Regions from separate parts of the Mus musculus genome. Here region 2 is linked to region 1. A link is a contact called in public HiChIP or PLAC-seq data. All regions are on one chromosome and are shown on one strand. Each heading gives the region's core, a stretch centred on a gene start, on an enhancer-like site or on the middle of the called end of the contact. The rest is flanking DNA. Distances are from core to core; before and after follow the strand shown.

The links. HiChIP or PLAC-seq counts read pairs in DNA pulled down with a chosen protein or histone mark.
Region 2: a contact with region 1 is called in an H3K4me3 HiChIP or PLAC-seq map of craniofacial prominence, with 4 times the contacts expected there. The contact joins the promoter of Hif1a here to the enhancer-like site in region 1. A contact is called at or near these places in 2 of 39 promoter capture datasets (cranial neural crest and hematopoietic stem and progenitor cells), 1 of 484 Hi-C or Micro-C datasets (myocytes), 1 of 115 datasets of contacts at active chromatin or transcription factors (craniofacial prominence) and 2 of 9 other capture datasets (adipose tissue and macrophages).

The regions. Positions count from the first base shown.
Region 1 is chr12:73,033,724-73,036,641 of GRCm38.p6, reverse strand. No RefSeq gene overlaps it. Among named protein-coding and RNA genes, the nearest start is that of Gm51264, 11 kb to the left of the region's middle. Within about 2 kb of position 1,456, at least 58 of the 459 cell types and tissues checked have an H3K27ac peak or open chromatin away from gene starts, as enhancers often do. A contact at or near this core is called in craniofacial prominence, where this site is marked.
Region 2 is chr12:73,906,310-73,909,227 of GRCm38.p6, reverse strand. Hif1a (hypoxia inducible factor 1, alpha subunit) reads right to left here and starts at 1,361. Exons shown (of 15, transcript NM_010431.2): 1 at 904-1,361. The coding sequence starts at 938.

The DNA of each region.
Region 1 (2,918 bases), core at 207-2,706:
CAATTACAATGAATGGGAGGGAGGGAAAGTTGCTTTCCTTTAGGGGTGTAGCCCCTAATAGTTGCCATGTTCTAGGGGGTGGTCCTATACCGATACACACACTAACAGCACTACGTGGGCTTAAAACATAGACATGAAGTTAGGGTGTGGTGGTGGGAGATGGGAGGCGTTGAGAAAGTAAGTGCGGTGGATTTGATCACATGCATGCATGAAAATTTCAAACGGTAAATAAGAAAATGATGGAGGAGATTTTGAGAGTTTGGTCGAATACAGAGATCTGTGGATAGTCTACATATTGAGAGCTGAGGGAAGGATGGGGGACAGAGATATACTTAACAACAGAAGTTTCTTAGGAACTCCTCTTGAAGTTTCCCTTTTACTACAAGCAAGTAATGGTATCCAGGTGAACAGGGGGAGATGCTGGAGGTTAGGACTATACCCTTGGCTTCTTCTAACATGTAGGACTTCTAATAGGTGTCATGGTAGTGCCTCATTCTACCCCAAACTCAGGGAACACTAGAAGCTAAAACTCTGCCAAGTAGGGTGGGATGCAAGATGTCACCTCACACTCTCATTCTGTCATTGGGTGTGGGTATGTGTTGAGTTTTCTGAAAAAAAATATTTTCTGTTCCCGTGGGGGACAAGAAAGAGTTAATTTGATCTCTGATAGGTTTCACACGGTGGCCAGCTCTGCCAAAAAGGAGAGGAAGCAGCGACCAGCCCTATGATTAATTCTACCTGTTTTTCCCATGAGCGATCACCTGCTCCAGGGGTCATGAATAGCAGGTAGCTCTCTCTCCCTCTCCTGGGCTCTGAGAGCCTCGTTTGTTTGGTGACAGCTGAGTGACAAGACCTGAAACACGAGCCCACGGCCGGGCCTGATGTGGGGATAAAAACCCTGGATGTTCCCTCAAACATTTCAGGAAATGAAAGTTGTAACGCGATCCGTCCTGCGCCCACATCTCCCCCAGCAAACACAAAAGCTCAAAGGAGCCCTCTCGGATTGAATTCGGCCTGGAGTTGATGGAGGGAAAGCGGGAGGGGTGGGGAAGGCTGGGGCCTAGGCTGGCAAAGCTTGTGGAGCTGGAGGAGGAGGAGGAGGAGGAGGAGGAGGAGGAGGAGGAGGAGGAGGAGGCGAGCAGGGCGGCTGGGGGCTGGGCGTCTGAGGCCTGCTCTTCTCCTGCACCCCAGTCAGCCACACAGTGAAATCCGTCTTCAGGGTCAATCCCCGGTGGGAGGAAAACCTGAGCCTTACTACCTCTATCCTAGGAACCCAGGCCTCACGGGTCTCCAAGTCCCCATGGCCATGGCCCAGGCCCAGGCCTCACTTCTACCATCCTCTTTTGCCTAGGTGAAGGTTCTAGAACCCTAGGCCAAGCCTTGGGCCTGAGCGCCCCTTCCGACCAGGCCACACAGGCGGGGCGAGCTGCCTGGGTCCCAGGGCGAAGAGGCAGGAAAGCCCCGGCCTCACTCAGCACCCTCCCGCCCCGGCCGCCCTCATCAGTCAGCGGCCTCTGTCTGCCTCGCGGCCCTGGCGGTGGAAGCTTCCAGCGGGTGCCGGGTGGGGTCCGGGGAGGGGGGAGAGGTAATGGGAGAAGCAAAGCCGAAAAGTTGACGCTTGCTCTGAGCCCCACGCGGTCCTCCATCGGTGGCTCGTAGGCTCCTGTCAATCATCGCGCCCTAAGTGGGCTTGAGCTCTCCGTAGGTGGGAGGAAAGAGAGCCAGAGCCCCTCCAGGGGGAGCTTTTCTCCTTAATTCAACAGCTGCGACTGTTCCCTGCAACCCTGATTTTTTTTTTCTTCTTCTTTCCTTTTCGTCCTCTGTACTAAGAAATCTTCCCCAGACAGCATTATGAGTCCTCATCTCCTCAATCTTCACGGTGATGGCGAGTTCCCCCAGTTCCCCCATCACAGAGAACTGATACTGATCCAGGAAGCAGAATGGTGCCCAGATATCCACCTCTTGCACACACCTGCAAACTGTGCGGCCTGAGGGAAAGCTTCCTAAATACTCCAAGCCTTGATTTCCTCCTTGGGAAGGTAGGGATTATGATATACTGCAGGGAAGCCTAAAATAAGCCGGGGCATTGAATATAAAACGCTCAGCACAATACATATATAATGAACAGTGGCTATAATTATAACATCCTTGAAGTCTCCTTGGATTGTCACAAAACTGTGAAAATTCCCATGATGCTAGTGTTTCCAGTGAAGGCAGCTTAGAGTAATTTCTCCTTTTGTTTAGAACAATGAAAGAAACATTATTTTATAGGGAACTAAGGTTTGATTAGGGTTTTTTGTTTGTTTGTTTTTTATTTGAAGGATAGTGAAACTGAAATTTATTTATTAAAGTTCTAGGTAAGTGCAGAATCTAGTAACCCAATCCAGGAGTGATATTTAATCAGTAGTATTCAGATTTGCTCTATATTCTTTATGATTTGAACTCTGGCATTGATGCCATCATACATGGTAGAATTCCACTGGTGAGAATGAAACGCTCTTCAAGGTGCCTTAGATGACAAATTACTTAGACAGGAACTAAGGCGTTCAGCTGAATAGAGAATTTAAGGCCCCGCCTAAATGTGTCAACATAAGTGTAGAATAAGAAACTACTTTGAAGATTTAATGCCTCGCTGATGTTAACACAGTGTTGGGTATAATGGTGCCTGATAAATGGTCTTTGAAGCTGGTGAGAGGACAGAAGGTCTTCAGATAGAATAGAATTCCCAGAGTTGGAGTTTTGTGAGGCTCTCTTGGGTACATTTCTTCTCTGGTGACATTTTCTAGTGATCACTAGGGATGAATAGCTCATTTCAACGTATAAAACACATCTCTGATTTCAAGGACTTTTCCTTCCCTGTGTACTTAAAGCAAAATGCTTAGCTGAAAGGTTTTTGGAGAGAGAGAGAGAGAGAGAGA
Region 2 (2,918 bases), core at 112-2,611, 870 kb before region 1:
GCAGGGGTCGATCTTACCACCACTAGCTGTACTCAATTCTAAAATGTTCTCCTTAGACTCAAACCACAAGATGTTTCATAAACTTACACTGAATTCTCATGGAAGATTTCACACTTCAGATGTATGGTTTTTGGAAACAATTCTTTTCAGGTGTTCCAATAAATTTTCAGTATTTTAACCGACGGCTTTCATCATATATAGCCCCCACTCCATGAAATTACCGGCCTAAATTTAACCAAAACTATCCGTAAGTTATTTTCAGGAGTGAACGAGGCAGCCACATATTGATACATAACGTCTGGGCTCTCCTGACAGGTGATGCAAACACAAGTTTGTAGAAATTGGAAGTTGTTTACAATGATGCCATTTTCCTAAATTCCCGTTACTCTGATGGAGGCAAGTTTTTCCAGATTACAACCAAACCCGCACGTGCAAACTAGAAAGTTAGCGTCTTCGGGCCCCCAGAAGAAACTCCCTAACCTACAAAGGCAACGGCGGCCGCGGCGCAGCGAGGCGGCTCGGGGGAGCCCCGGGTCGGCCTCGGAGGGCCTCGACCCCAGGAAGCTGGCAGCGCGCACAGGGTCCGCCCGGGGCCCGCTGCTCGCGGCTAACGCGGAGGACGGGGAGGGAAGGCGCGGGAGCTAGAGGCGTACTCGGCCCTGGCCGGCTCGGCCGGATGGGCGCGCGGGGCAGGCTGGGCTGCGACGGCGCGGGGCGGGTGTCCGGGGCGGAGACCCCAGCCCCGCCGAGCGCAGGGCCCGCGACTCCCACCCCCAGCGCCAAGATGGCGACGTGGACCGCGGGGGAGCCCGGCGCGTGAGGCTGGGGGGGACGGAAGGGGAGCGGAGACAAAAAAAAAAAAAAAAAAAAAGCCAGTCCACGGAACGCGGCGGCCCGGCTTACTTTTTCTTCTCGTTCTCGCCGCCGGCGCCCTCCATGGCGAATCGGTGCCCGCGTTGTCTTCCCGGCCGGCGGCCCCCGGGCTCGCTCGGGCCTAAACGCCGGCTCTGTCCGCGCGCGCGGAGAAAGAGACAAGTCCAGAGGCGGGGTGGGAGGCGGGACGCCCCCCGGGACGGCGAGGCGGGAGCTGCAGGCTGCGCTCGCTGAGCTCCGGCTCGGGTTCCTAGGCGCTCCTCCGGCTAGCTTGTCAAGGCCTGGCTAGACACTGCCCGCGACGGCGGCGAGGACAGTCCTCGCGTCCCCTCAGCCGAGGAGGCTCTGTGCACTGAGGCGCTGAAGCAGCGGCAGGGGGCGGGCAAGGGCGGAGGCGCGCTCGGGCGCGCGGCGAGGGGAGGGAAAAGCCGAGGGGTGCGCGCGCCCGCTCAGCACCCAACGCGCGCGCCCGCGGGCCCGCCTCACCTGAGCGGAGGCGGGTTCCCGGAGAGCCAATGGTGAAGGACGCAGGCGGCCAGGCCCCACCCCAGCCCACGTTGCTCTCAGCCAATCAGGAGGAGGTCAGCTGAGCCCCAGCTGGGACGAGCTGCCCCGCTCACGTGCTTGTCTGTGTGCAGCTAGGGAGGGAAGAAAAAGGGGCGAGCGACGGGTGCGGCTGAGCCCAGGTCTGGGGGTGGGGGGGTCTCTGCACCTTCAATGGAAAGCTGCGTCTGGCTTTGGGAGGCGCTGCTGGAGCGAGTGGGCTGCCAAGCTTGGGTCCGAGCCTGGCTCGCACCGCCCCGGCTCTCTATAGAGTTCTCTGAGGCTCGCTTACTCCTTAGCTGCGTGGCTGGACCCGGTCGCCGCCCATCCCGCCCGAGTTTCCAGTTGAAAAAAAAAAAGCCAACTTTGCGTTCTGGCAGCCAGCCCCCCTGATGTTAGAGTGGGGTCCCTCCTTCCCAGGTGACCGACACCACTCAGTCTCCAGTCTCCGCTCTTTGCTACACAACAAGGGAAGTCTCCAAGTGATTAAGATTTTCTGGGCCAAAGTTTGACTACTGAGCAAATGCAGATAAAAATATAAAACAAATCCGTCTTGCCAAACCTCTCAAGGGGAGGGAAGTTGCAGGGCCATTTAAAAATAAACTATCTTAAGCATTTACAAATAAACAACAGCTTCAATAAGTGAGAGCACAAGCCTGAATTTGACAAGACAGGAAAAGGCATTGAATAGACTTATTTTGCTTTCATGTTGCTTTAAAAACTGACAAAGATCATCTTAAATGGATGCAGAAAAGGTGCAAGAATTGTTTCAGACTGAGTTTAGTTCACTGTTTAGACTGAAAGAAGAACAAGTCCTTCAACCTACAGACCTTGACAGGACTGCTCACCGGCTATGCTGGGAGCTATGGATTAAAGCCATCATTTTTAGTCGGTCTTTGGAAGCATAAATGTTAGGTCTGTGGGTATGGTGTGTGTTTGTTTTAAAAGTATTCCAAGCCCAACAAAGGAACACTTCGTGCCCGTGTGTGTACACACACACACACACACACACACACACACACACACACGTGTTATAGACACAACTGAGTCTGAATCTGGGGTCTCTGAAACTGACCTGACACTAGACTGTTTAGTATCTCTTCTTTGCCTTGTTAGTACATTGTTACAATCTAACTTTGGGTTGTATAATAATGTAGATATCTATGGTACATTTAAATTGCATTCAAATCCAAAAACAATGCCCTCTAGAAATACACATAATGTCCAGGTCTAATAAGACAATAAACAATGCATGAAGCAACTCAATACTCATAAAGATATGATTACAGCTGGAGATTTAGCTCGGTAGTAGAGGAGTGGTCTAGCATGCACAAGGCCCTGGCTTCAAAAAAGAAGTTAGGACTATATAAATAGATTTGAGCACTATTTTTGTTTGAAATCTAGAACATACCTCTGAAAGAGCTACAGGGTATATATAAAAAGAGTAAAAGACCAAAACTAATTACTTGTTTTTCATTTTGTTTTGTTTTTAATCATGGAAA